Linked DNA regions of Zea mays: region 2 is linked to region 1. A link is a contact called in public Hi-C data. All regions are on one chromosome and are shown on one strand. The core of a region is the stretch at or near the end of the contact, and the rest is flanking DNA. Distances in the headings are between cores, read along the strand shown.

What was found. Hi-C and Micro-C count contacts between places; a contact is called where the count stands out from the background.
Region 2: a contact with region 1 is called in a Hi-C map of ear, with 3 times the contacts expected there. The contact joins the promoter of LOC103632138 here to the promoter of LOC100193415 in region 1. A contact is called at or near these places in 3 of 25 Hi-C or Micro-C datasets (ear, endosperm and leaf).

The regions. Positions count from the first base shown.
Region 1 is chr7:22,196,356-22,203,230 of Zm-B73-REFERENCE-NAM-5.0, forward strand. It overlaps LOC100193415, which reads right to left and starts at 5,170. Exons shown (of 3, transcript NM_001138538.1): 1 at 4,722-5,170; 2 at 4,458-4,591; 3 at 3,518-4,328. The coding sequence starts at 5,078. The coding sequence ends at 3,686.
Region 2 is chr7:22,386,935-22,394,186 of Zm-B73-REFERENCE-NAM-5.0, forward strand. It overlaps LOC103632138 (protein LURP-one-related 10), which reads right to left and starts at 4,860. Exons shown (of 3, transcript XM_008653976.4): 1 at 4,286-4,860; 2 at 3,972-4,208; 3 at 3,625-3,881. The coding sequence starts at 4,561. The coding sequence ends at 3,741. LOC100277591 reads left to right here. Exons shown (of 1, transcript NM_001151109.2): 1 at 1-981. The coding sequence starts at 114. The coding sequence ends at 617.

The DNA of each region.
Region 1 (6,875 bases), core at 3,920-6,419:
CGAATGAGTCGTACATTGTTTGAACGCTTATGGAAAGGGGTAGAACAACATGATGAATATTTTGTGCAAAAAAGAATTTATATGAAATAAAAATGGCTATAGATTGAAAACTCATCCCAAAGGACATGGTTCTTGTAAAATCTATCGAGAAAGAGGTTAGCGTTTGCCATAGCAGCCGCCAAACTATCATCCTGCTTCCTCTTGATACTAAACGTTGCTGACAGTGTCACTCAAATACTAGATATGGCTAAAATAGTAGTAATCAACAGGCATAAGCTACATATGAGATTTGCAAGACCACGTGTTGCTCTGCTCCATTTAGAATGGGTAAATATTGTGCCTCATTGGTTCAATTCAAGTACTATCAGTCCACCATTGACATAATATACTTTATTCTATACATTCAGTCAACTAAAAATTGAAGCATGAACAATCGACAAATCTCTACTACCTATTAAGACGGTAAGGGGTAGGCTGCCCCATTCCATGTTCTGCCATTCTCATTCCGTCCTCACTGCAAAGCCCATTCCCATTCCCAGCTGCCTGTCTTTCTCATTCCCTCACTGCAAAGCCCATTCCCATTCCCAGCTGCCTGTCTTTCTCATTCCCCCTCACTGCAAAGCTCATTCCCATTCCCAGCTGCCTGTCTTTCTCATTCCCCCTCTCTGCAAAGCCCATTCACATTTCCATTCCCGGCTATCACGTGTTTTTCTCATTCCCCCTCCCACAAAGCCTATTCCCATTCCCACGTGCATCCCACGCCTAGCTAAAATTAAATTAAAAAAACAGGCTCTAAGGGGATTCAAACCCGCGACCTCTCAAATAAATGTGTTTGTAGCTACCACTACACCACATGTGTGTTTATGTCTACATCTATTATAGTAAAAACATATAATACATCTCTCCCGAAGCCCACCTGCTACCCTTGCACAATGTGTAGTAGTAGATAAGTATCACTGAGATTATTAAATTATATTTTTGGATTGAGGGAGTAGTATTTAAAGAAGAGCCTTGCATGCAATTTCTTTTGTTTGAATAATGTTTTCAACTTAAATACTTTTTTTGCATGTGTAACATTTATTCTCCATAATATTTTTCCATGGATCTAACTTATAAATCATTTTCATAAACCAATGCCAAAGATGAATCCATGTTTCTTACTTGGAAACCCCGAACAAACACCACTAGCACGAGGCGCTCGCGTTGGCGTCGCTCACCGACGACGAGAAGAAACTTGGCGACTGCCAGTTCGAACTCTGGAAGCAGTCCTACATGGCCCATGCGCCGCTGTGTACGGCAAGCTCCGGCGCAGCCGCCGCTTGGACGTGGTCCAGAGCGACTGCACCGCGCTGTCCATCGTCAAACATGGGGACCTCATGGTCGTCGCCAATGTCGACGACTCTCGGGTTGTTCTGGGCATCGCAACCTACGACGACGCCATCACGCCGTCTAGCTCATCATCCACCTGAAGCCTAACCTGCCACGTAAGTCGCTACTGACCGACCATGAATTCTTGTGCGCTGGAATGATGACCATTGTTGTTGTTGTGTGAGTGTCCTCGAACAAGATGTATGTAGAGGAGTAGCACATCCGGTGGTGCAACGACCAGGTGTACTACCTCGCTGATGAGCCCGGGGTGCACTTCATTTGGCAGCCCAGCCAAGAGTGATCGGTACTCACCATATCGCGCGCGTTCGACGACTATTATATCAAGGATTGTGGCGTCATCTCGACACCGGAGGTGAGCAGAGGTGGACCGACAACAATGATCACTCGCCATCGTCGGGGTACCTTTTGTGCCGGTCTGCCTTTAATTCTCTTCGCAAACACACACTTGCATTTTTTTGTTTAAGCAAGCGTGTATGGTGGTGCGTGCCTGATGACTAACGATGTACGACGGAACTTCTACCGACAGGTGTGGCACGTGCTCTCCAATAATGAGACCATGCAAATCATGACATATATCGAAGTCTGCATGATACTGATGGTTGCAATGTAGTAGTGAAACAACTAAATTAAAATAACAAAATTTATGTATGGCTAGGATCACAAATGGATTATGAAATATTTTCTTATAACAATATAAGACACATTTTGTATATAAGTTATCATGATATTATATGTTCCCGTTGCAACGCACGGGTACTGACCTAGTTTTTTATGATGAAGCCAACTAATAATTCAGTCAAGAACAACTCAATTAACACAAAATGAATTCACAATCACCATATAGATTATCACAGCTTGAATTAACAGACCAATGTTCATACCGTTTGCGCCCAGGTCGAATGAGGAATAGATTCCTTCGCTGGATCCAAAGAAGGTTGATGGTAATGGATCAATGTCAAATGTCGCACGTCCAAGAACCGGAGGGTGTGGACCTCCCCCACCTTGGATTGTACCTCGCTATGCGCCTCCTCCGTCGCGGTGGTGGCCATCGTCGCCGACCAGCTGCCATGGGTGGCTCCTTCCGCCGATGGATAGGACATCCCGCATCGCTTCACTATCCACGCCTCCTGGCTGCATCACGAGATCCAGCCGTCTCCGCCACCACCACCTCCGCCGCCTCTGCAGAAAACTCCCCCTCCACGAACGCTTCACAGCTTCCCGCAGCCAAGGAAAAAAGCGCGCGCACGACTAGGAAACGCGGGCACTCACAAGGATGCACACGCACAAGCGATTTATGGGGAGATCCCACTCGCACATATCTGCGGTCCCTGGTTTGCGTGGCGCCGAAATATGCGCCGAAATATGTGGGGAAGGAAGGAGAGCCTGTTGGAGTAAATGGAAACGATGTTTCGCTGTCAAAAATTGTTTTTGGGAAGCTTTTGCGTTATTTCTTGGAGATGCTCTTATGCAATAGAGTTTTAACCATGGAAAAAAAGAGAAGTCGACCTCTGGTGCAAAAAAGTTGATGTACTCATGGTAGCCTTCTTTCACCAGATGTATCTGTGTAGGTTTCACCAGAAACAAAATGAACTGAAAAGGCGAAAAACATCATGTCACAGAAAAAAATCATAATTCGGTACAATCTCTATTAACAACACTAAGAAACATGTACTCATGGTAGCCTCCTTTCAAGAAAACAGCAATGCTTCGTTAAAAAGAAGAGAACTAGCAATTGCAGTGCCACACCCATTCATATGCCTAATGCCTTGCTTAATAGAAATACTATTTGAAAGCTTGTAACACAAGAATGTCCATGTTCCTATGTTTATCTGTCTTATACTCTTTAACTTATACATGGTATGACACTGAAAAGTGTCGCTAAGACTGTCTCCAGCAACGTCCTCTATATATATCATCTATATCTGTTATTTTCAGTCTCCTCCAAAAGATTTCATTATCTATATCTCATTCCTTTCCAACAAAATCCTCTAAATCACATTATCTATACACAAATAATTATATTAGAGACATTTTTTATTTTTTGTACATACGTATTTGTCATACTCTCAAATGTATTGTACATATTTTAATTTTGCTAAACTAGTTGTTTAAAGTATTCAAATGGATACAGGAGAGAATAGAGAAACTATATATATCGATGATCTAGCAGTGTCCTCTAAATTTAGAGGACAGTTTAAAGAATACTGCTGGATGAAGTAGAGGATGATGGTGTCCTCTATAATTTAGAGTACATGATCGTTTAGAGGACCTGATGAAGTCAGTCTAATACAAGACACTACAACTGAATGACAATAGGCGAGGACGTCAGATCAATGATCTTTGGACAGATGCTGGAAATACAGTCTCTTCTCCGGAGCCGGCCTAGTGGAGTCGGGGTAACCAAGTCCACCACGTGGTTTCCGTTGAGGATATGGCGGCCGTCACCAGCATCTGAGCTAGCATTGGGCATCAATAATGGAGACATCAGTCCTGCCTCTTCTTCCAATCCGTCATCGTTGCTGCACGCGCCCAAGGAACATAGAGGCGATGTTCTTGGTCCGTTCAGTCCTCTTCTTGTGCCAAGGATTTCGCTCCTTTCCATCGAAGAAGCGAACTCGTCAACAAAGTCATCCTCGACACCAGAACCTGCACTTATGGTTTGCTCGTCCATCGGCTGCGCTTGATCAGAGGACGGTTGCTGGAAACAGTAGTCAGAATATGAAAATCCATCTCGGATAGGCGAGTCAGGCGGTTCTTCCCCATTATCTTGGGACTCGTCGCGGATGTCATTGTCATCCTCCTCGGATGACGGGCCGTCGGGCTGGCACTGCAGATCCTCCATACCGCACACGACAGCCTTCATCTGGCTCGGCAGCGACGGGCAGCCGGTGGTGAACTTGGTGTTCTTCGAGGAGAAGAAGTTCACCGTCAGGTTCAGACTGACGACACAACATCACACACAATCCACATCAGTATAACAAGACTATCATGAACGAATAGCCAAGAAATGCAGACACAGGGACGGAGATCGAAGGAGGGGAGAGGCAAAGGGGGCGGCTTTTGCTTACCTTTCCCATGAGGGGAGGTTGAGCATGGTGTACGCAAGCTTGACCTTGTTGCCGATGCCGCCGAGCGACTTGAACTCGGCGGCGGCCTTGCGCACGGCGAGGGACTCCGTCGGGTGCTGCCACGCCCACTCGAACTGCAGAGCGCACGCCAAGAAACAGTAGTGCTTTTCAGAATTCAGATCAGCGAGACTAAACAGCAAGATTTCTGTTCGAAAAGGCAGAGGCCAAGACCGGGCGAGCTGGGGTCGAGGAGCCGCGGCGTACCTGGAGGGCGGCGACGTTGGAGGGGAAGCCGTAGATGCAGAGCACCATCTCCCAGGGCCGGCCGCGCCGGGTCCGCCACGCGCCGCTGACGATCTCGCCGTTGTGTTGCCGGATCCGGCGGCGCGGGTTCACCGTGAAGCCGATGTAGGTGCGGCCCTTGCTGCGCGGGCAGAGGGACCGGAGCAGGTAGCAGCAGAAAAACCCGCCGCTGCCGGTGGCAGTTGTGTGTCCCTTTGGCGGAGGGCGCCCGCCTTCGGCGCCGCGGTGTACCGCGTCGCCGTCGACATCCGCTTGCGCGCGCGAGGGTTTCCTCCTCGGCCTCCAGGTTCCCTTCGCCGCCGCTCCCCTCCTGGCCATGCCCGCACTCGCCTCCCTGCGCCTGCGTTTGTGATTGTGATTGGTTCCGGGAGATTTTTTTTCAAGAGAGAGACGGGGATGATTTGACCGTTGGGAATGCAGACGGGAGAAGGGAGAAGGAGAAGGGGGAGAGAGAGAGAAAGAGCCGTTGGTGAGGACTGAGGACACGTGTGGGCTCCGGTAGCCTCGGGCCAATTGTGTCGGCTGATTGGGCCTATGTTGTTAAGCAATTTGGGCTAGACTGTATCAGTGTCATCTATAGATTTTTTTTAATATGAGTAGAGTGAAAATTACGTGTGGAGAAAAATAAAATAGTTTATAAGGTTTAGGATCTAGAAAGTCACGAATTTCTATTCGAATTTGCGATGACTCAGCCGATTATATATTTACATTGATTTTGGACGGTTTTCATCAAAGCGATTCTCATAAAACTGGCTTGAAAAACTTGGTGTTTGGCACTCTGCAGTAGCTTCTGGCGGCAAGTTGAAAATAAGCTGAAACAAACAGACTCTCTTTTACAATATAATCTATTTAAAAGGAAAGTATTTTTAATAGTTTTAAAGTAATACTACATTTTTAGTAATATTATAATATCTTAGCCATAAGGTGTTTAGTTGTGTTAAGCTTTTACCTGATAATGTGGTTTCTAATGTTGTATCTGTCGGGGACCATAATTAGGGGTACCCCCAAGACTCCTAATCTCAGCTGGTAACCCCCATCAGCACAAAGCTGCAAAGGCCTGATGGGTGCGATTAAGTCAAGGCTCGGTCCACTCAAGGGACACGATCTCGCCTCGCTCGAGCCCAGCCTCGGGCAAGGGCAGCCGACCCCAGAGGATTCACGTCTCGCCCGAGGGCCCCCTCAAGCAACGGACACACCTTCGGCTCGCCCGAGGCCCAGTCTTCGCCGAGAAGCAACCTTGACCAGATCGCCACGCCAACCGACCGTATCTGTCGGCGTTTCGAGACAGGGGGTCCCTAAGCCGACGAGTGAGTGTGCTGCGTGCCCCAGCCCAGATGGGTCGAGCGCGTGGGCGAGCGCGAAGGGGGGAGAGGCGAGGTGGCCGGAGTCGAGCGTGAGAGAGGTGGAAGTCCCGCGGCCTTCGTGTTCGTCCCGCGCCCAGGTCAGGTGCACTTGCAGTAGGGGGGTTACAAGCGTCCACGCGGGTGAGGGAAGCGAGCGGCCCCAAGAGAGCGCCTGTCCCGTCCTCGGTCCCGCGCGGCCAACCTTCTCTAAGAAGGCCCTGGCCCTCCCTTTTATAGTCGTAAGGAGAGGATCCAGGTGTACAATGGGGGGTGTAGCAGAGTGCTACGTGTCTAGCGGAGAGAGAGCTAGCGCCCTAGGTACATGCCAATGTGGCAGCCGGAGAGATCTTGGCACCTTGCTGGCGTGATGTCGTGGCTGTCGGAGGTGCGACGGAGCCTGGCGGAGGGACAGCTGTTGGAGCGGTCGAGTCCCTGCTGACGTCGTCCTGCTTCCGTAAGAGAGCTGGGGGGCCGCCATCGTCACAGAGCTGGTGGAGCGCCATCATTGCCCATCCGGCGGAGCTGGCCGGATGGGATGCCGGTCTTGTTCTCCGTGACCCGAGTCGATCCGGGGTAGGATGATGATGGCGCTCCCTGTTGACGTGGCGGGTCTGTGCCCTAGGCAGGGTGACGTGGGGGCTCCTTCGAAGCCGAGGTTGAGTCTGTCCTCTGTTGCCGAGGCCGAGCCCGAGCCATGGGGTCGGGCGAGGCGGAAGTCGTTCGGCCGAGGCCAGGGCGGAGTCCGAGCCCTGGGGTCGGGCGAGGCGGAGTT
Region 2 (7,252 bases), core at 3,610-6,109, 190 kb after region 1:
CTAGCTCGTCGCGACTTGTTCTAACCAGCTAGCTCTGCAAAGCGCAAGACTTCTCTTTCCATCCATCCATCCATCCATCTCGATCTTTCTCTCTCATATGAGCAGCAGAGCAGATGATGAGCTCCTCCTCCGGTATTAAGCAAGAAGGGCCCAAGCTGTTCAGCTCGAGGAGGATCCTCGCAAGGGACCGCTCGAGCGTGGCCGTGGCCGACGCGTCCTTCCGGGTATACTACAGTCTCGGCGCCGGCACCGTGCCGTTCCTGTGGGAGTCCAAGCCAGGCACGCCCAAGAGCTCCGTCACCCCGCCGGCGCCGGCCTCGTCGACCGCCGGCGCCGTGCCGGTGCCGCCGATCTCGCCGCCGCCGTCCTACCAGCAGGCGGTGTCCCGGTCCAAGGCCAACAAGTTCGCGAGGAAGCAGAGGCCAGCAAGAACCTCTTGGCCTCCCGCAGGTTGGATCATCGGCTGGCTGAGCCTGAACGTCAGGCGGCGGTCACCGCCGTCGTCGTCGCCGACGGATCACCAGCAGCGCTGCGTCGCCCGGAACGAACATGGTGTCGTTGTCGTCGACGGCGACGACGAGCGGCGGTCGCCGCGTTCTTCCACCTTGTGCTTCTGATCGGATTCTGATGAGCTGCCCCGGCCGGATCGGACGTACCGGTGGATTACTGGATTATTAGCTGTTGCACTACGTGCGGTGTTCATTGGGTGTTGTTGATTAGTTAGTTGTTGCACAGTGCAGGATCGCTCGTCGGTGTGGTACGTACGTGTTTGTTAATGTTCTATAATAGGTCGTTGGACTCTTTCCCTTTCCAGTGTCGTTCAGCTTTATTTGCATATAGATCATCTAGGGGTTCGGTTTTTTTTATATGAATAAGTGGCTATATATATGTGCATGCATCATTACTGTGTGTTGTGTTCTGTGCATTTATGCACAATATAGAAAACTCAAAGAAATGTATTAATTTATGCTTCTTCAAACTAAGATCAGTAAAAGCTAGCATATATTTTTCTGCAACAAGTAGAACAAATCTAGTTAGCATATGTGGTTATTATATTTGCAGATAATTCTGTTTTGATCAACTTCACCCGGGAATAATTGTAGTTTCACTAATGTATGCTTTGTTGGCTACTTCTTAACAAAAGCAGGAAGGAAATTAAAGCAATCTGACATAAATCGAGATGATTGACCTTTCTCTTCCTGACTATCACTCTGCCTCTCTCTTTGTCTCTCTATATACTCTCCCTCCGCTATTAATGACACGGTCTTTAAAATAAAACTTTTGATCATCTATATCTTTTAAAGTATATCATCAATAAATAAAAAAACACTATTATCTTAAAACACTTTTGTATATGAATCTAAATATATAGCACACATGCTGCACTAAAAATTTATTTTAGCTAAATTATTAATAAAATAATAAAAGGTTGACCTTTTCATATATAGATTATCATAAAGTCATGTGCCTCCAATAACTAGATGATCTCCTCCGATTCGGCGCGTCTCGGGCGTCCTTCGGCGAAGACCACCTCCTTCGGTCTAGTTGCCTAGTTGCTTCAGAGGCGTTCGCCAATCCGGTGGCCTTTGGGTCGTCCTCCAGCGATATCCTCCCATAGATCCGTGTTTATGCCTTCTATGATTATGTTTTATGCCTACTACTGACACTGTTTATGCATTCTAAGGTTTTTTATGATGATGAATACGACGTCTCTCACGTGGCTTTGGTTTTTTATGGTAAACACCTGATTCACGCACATTTGTTACGGAGATGTCAAACGTGATATCATGCTGACCATTGTAGTACCATTGCGATTTTTATTAAATCCCTTAAACAACTCCCCTATTTTATCAAGTAGATCGAGCTAACGTAAACTAGTAGCTTAGTTTACTAACCACTTAGAGATAATCGCATTATATGAAGCCACACAAGAATGTGTTTGGCTACCACGAATGACTAATCACATCCAGAAGTCAAATGGTTTTGATGTCATAAATATCCCCACAATTATATTAAAAAAAATAATGTGGCATGTTTTACACAAATGGAAAACAAGATATATAAATAGTAATATGGTTAAACATATTTCTCCCAAATTTTTTCTATCATCATGACCTCCTGAACGACGATGAGGTGAAAATTATGTAAGACAAGTCTTGTGATAATCTAGCTATTTTGTTTACTAAATCCTTCTCTGCAGTCATATTCAAAAAAAAAGTATTCAAGATATATAGATGAGACTTTTAAGAGACCTGCAGGGCTAAGGAGTAGGACACCTCTAAATATTAGTCCTCACTACTTGGTACTGAAGAGTAAGTTATACATTGAAATGGTCCTAAAGACAACGTCTACTCCTTCTTTTTCCCATTGTGAATTTCTCTAAAGTTTCTCGCACATGGTTTTTTAACGAGACAATAAGTGTAATACATGGAACGACACTATAAACTCTTTCGTCTTATATCCACGAAGTTTTTTCGGAGTTTTAACAAGGCATGAGTTAGTCGTAGTATTCGTGCAAGGGAGTGTTAAGAAAACCCTATTAAAAGTTATACAGGCTAATACTAAATGTACTTTCTCTGTATAACAAATTTGTATCCCTTTATAATGGTAACAAGAGAAGAGATCCTCCACCATTGTCTTCTGTCTCTCTCTGTACAGGAAGGGAAATAGAAAACAACACTTGTACATCTTCATTGCTGACGACGGGAGGGTTTGATATCTAAATCAACGACACCGTTACTCGATCAATACGTGCCACCTCGTCGAGCACAAGCGTTCCAATAATAATAATTCTCTCAATTCACATGCACAATCCTAGATCACTGGTCGGTCAGCCTAGAATATATATAATTCGAGCTGCCACGTCAGACTAGATATTTACTTGTATAAAGAGGGTTTCCGTGCCCAAATATCATAGTATCGTTTCTAGAAAAATAGTACCTCCATTGTTTTTATTTGATGCTGTATAGTTTAACTTTAAACTAACAAACGTCAAATAAAAAAATCGAAGGGAGTATTATTTTTGAGTAATAAAGGGGAAAAATATCAGGTTATATATATTCATCGGTCTCTGGTGGTCCATTTCAGTACGGTGGGGCCAACAATCAAAGCAGGATTTGGGCCCGAGAATCAACATAAGGGCCGGCGATCTTGACTGGGCCACGAAAAGAGGAACTTTCTGGCCATTCGAATCCCAGAACCATGATTCAGGCAAACAAATTAACATAACGGGGCGTTTGGATCCCTTCATTTTAAAGGAATTGGAATTCACTCAATAAAATAACTTATTTAGTTTGGAATTTGGCATTCCACCCCTTTTCAAAGTTCAGATATAAGCCTATCTCAAATTCATAGGGTGAAGGATAGGAAATGATTTTATGCATGATTAGAATTTGTTTCTAATCTATAACTTACATGACACTCTTCGTTCTACTCCTCTATAGTAAAAATGTAGCACATAAATATCTAGGACATCTTGCTAATAATAGTATACAAATATATTTTGTATACAAGTGAATTAGCTTAATTGATATATGCCTAAATTACTATTATTAGAATGGAATTCAATTCCAGTGATCCAAACGGGGCGTAAGATTATTAAGGTTACACTAGGGAGCTTTGAAGTGAAGAAGCTTTGAAGTCTCTATATATGCAATCCTCAATATACATAAGATTATTATATAAGGTTACACTAGGGAGAACAGAAGGATGACCATATGTATGACACCTGTGGTGTGCATTCAGTCATTTTTGTCCGTGTGAATTTCCTGCAGGATGACCACAAGCGCCGAGATGAACACGTAGTCGACGTTCGGGAACACGGTGAGGCTGAAGTAGTCCTTTCCCAGCAACATGCTCGTGGCGCTGTGCTCGCGGTGCATCTGCAGATCGAAGCGGATGGGGAAAAAAAAATATTCTCTCTGAAGCGGCGCACCTCATCATTTTTGTATATATATATTATATATACTCACTTTAGCGATCAAGGCGTTGGAGTTGTTGCCGCCGAGGTAGAAAGAGCAGGACCTCTCCTTGAAGCTGCCCTTCATGATGAAGTCGCAGGCCTCGTGCGAGGTGTTGGAGGCCAGGTAGATGAGCATCTCGGTCTTGAACGGCTGGATGATGGAGGATTTCTTGGCGGTGAAGAGCAGGTCGCTCGATCTCGTGCTGTCCCCTCTGTACGCTTCCCACGTGTTGTGCATGCTGATTACCTGCCAATGCAGATCAGCAGAGCCATTGCTGCTTGTTGTATGTTCGATTCGGTCTATTAATTGCCTAGCCGCAGTACCTTCTCGCGCAGGCAGAGGAGGGGGTTGCCGGCGGCGTCGAGGAGGCGGCGGCGGTTGTGGATGCTGATCAAGGCACCCTTGACCGTGACCACGACGGCGCCGTTGGTGTCGGTGATGGTGAAGTCGCCTTCCCGGAGGCTCACCTTCTTCTCCTTCACCGCCAGCTGCACCACGTAGGGCGCGCAGAAATGCGAGGCCACCACCGCCACGGGGGATACGATGCCTCCGCTTGGCTCCGGCGGCGGCGGCGCCGGCATGGACGGAGGTGCTGCCATCTATTACCAAGTACCAAGGGTCGTCTTCTTGCTGATACACAACGCTCCTATGCTATGCTACACGCAACACGCCAAGAAGGAATGCACAGTATTACTGCCAGCCACCGCCGCGCAAAGTGAGCTGATCCACACCACAAAAGTTGGCAACTCTATTTTAAACAGAGAACCACAAAAGGTTACTCTGAGCCTCAGAAAAGATCTACCGATCGAGAAGGATTGGTTTTTGGTTGGTCGTCTGCTGGGGTTTACAAACAGGCCTCCGAAAGAAGCAAATACTACGCATGCATAAGCATAATGACAATGACATGCAGAGGTCTGCTGTTCTTCTTCGGTTGTCGCCACTCGCCACTGGCATAGCAGGACATCGATCCCAGGGCCAAATGGCCCGGCCCGGCGACACGTGGTCCGGTAGCTATGTCGGGCTTGGACCGCTAGTATGGTCTACGGTGTAGGCACAAGAAGTTCAGTAACGTCTAGTCTATTTTTAGGTATAATAATACTTATACTTCTGTTTGTTATATGGGAGTATAATAAAATGTGATATGTGTTTATGTGCTTATATAAAATTTTGTGTTTAAGTATGTATCTAAAATTTTAAATGTAATCTATTGAATTTAGAATAAATATGAATTTTGTAGTGTTTTTTTTTCTGTTTATAAGCTCGGGCCTAGCCTGCCACTACTAGGGCGGGCGTGCCTTGGTCAGCATGGTCCATGTAAGAACAACCGTGCTAGGCCTTGGCCGCTTCAAACAGCCCGTAGGTCGGCCCGACATGATACTAAACCGTGTCGGGCTTAGACTAAGTCCCGTCGTGCCGAGCCTAGCCGTGTCTAGGTCAGACCGACCGGCATGACCATTTAAACATGTCTAGGGCTAGTTCTATAGAGTGAGCAAGGGGCAACCGCCCGGAGCCTCCAAACTTATGGGACCCGCCTCTAACTATAAGGCATGTACAAATCTAGAGATGCTAGAACGGTTTTGTAAATATATGAGATAACTAAGAGACTACATGATATAACCTTAAGCCCATAGATCATAAATGCCGTTAAAAACAATAAGTATAAAAAGTCGTGATGAGAGGGGGTCTTCGTGAAGAGACCGTCTCTTAATTTTCTTTCACTTAACCCCATAGAGAACCCTCAATTAATGTGATTGTACATGGCCTTAATTGAGGCGTCTCTCGAGGGATGTATAGGGCGGTTAAATAAAAAAAAGATCAAAAGTCCGTCTTTTCAAGATTTTCTATACTTATTGTCTCTTAAATTTATTTATGATATAGAGGATTATTAGAGTTATATAATGTTTTTTCTTATATTTTGAAAAACTATTTTAGGGTCTCTACGTTGTACACGCCCTGAGTATTCATCAAGTATCCGTTTATATTAAATATTTTTGAGGTTAAGAAACGAACCGATATAGACCTATGAAATGAATTGACATCTTCGTGCTGCCACAATCCTGCGTGGCCACGCCGCCATAGACGCATTCATCAAGAGACTATAAATGTTAATTTTTTGACAGCTCGAAGAAGCCACTGCTCTAATATAGGTTCTAAAGTCTTTTTTTTTTGTCCCAAACTTTTATCTTACCCGACACTAAGTGATATCAAGTGCAAAATGTTAGAAAAAACTTTTTAGCTTGGTATCAAGTGCGGCTATAAGTGTTTGACTACAATTTATATTTGTCGTTTTGTAAATATTAAAGGATTTTATTGCGCCCAATAGAAGTTATTTTTGCTCATAGAATGATGATTTCTTTACTATATGTCCGTAAGACTTAATTTATATATATAGCATTTCTCGCGCTCGATGTTTACCACGCCCGCGGTCGAAACCATGCTGAGCGGTGAGCTGCAAACTCAGATGCCGAGCCATGCGAGCGAACTGCTAGGAAGTAATGTCATGTGTGGAACCAGAGTCAACTAGAGAGATGAGCTAGGAACCGGTCATATACACGTCGAGATGGGTAGATGCATGCATTGCCTCACACCCATGAATGTGCCAGTCAGGGCATGAAGAGAAATCTCAACATTGTTGTAGGTGATGGCATCAAGAGAGAGAGAGAGAGAGAGAGAGAGAGAGAGACTAGTATGCAATGCAACCACCAGCTAGCGGCGGCATGCAGTTTAACCAGTGCACCGGGCGTGTCCAGCAAGGTCTACCATCATCACTATGGTCGGTGCTGTTGTGGAGCAGCCTGACGGGTGCAGTGCCCCGGTGGAACGTTGTATGTATGTAGGAACGAGCCAGGGCATCGACGTCTTCTAGCTAGGGTGTGTCGAGCTTAGCTTGGTGTTGGTCTTCAGAGGGTCACCCAAAATCTGGTCGTGCAGATTGCAATTTGCTGTTGCTCATACAGACACATATACAAACACTGCACGACGAAGGAAGGCCTCTAGGGAGATCTAACTCACTCTTACAAAAGCAGATGCACCCTTAAAGTGAGAAACAAGATCCTTAACATTCCCTGCCACCTGCAGCGGAGGAAGCGAGTGTTGCTCAAGTATTCTACGATTTCGCTCTTTCAAGATGCCCTCACCCTTTCCCACCATTCCCCTAGGCTAGGCTAGCTAGCGATATTAGAGAGGGCTACGTGCTGAGGCAGAGAAAAATATTCAACTCTGGTTCCAAACCTCTTGGGCAAATAAGTACTTACTCCATGGCCCCTCCTTCCTCCATAGCATTTTACTCA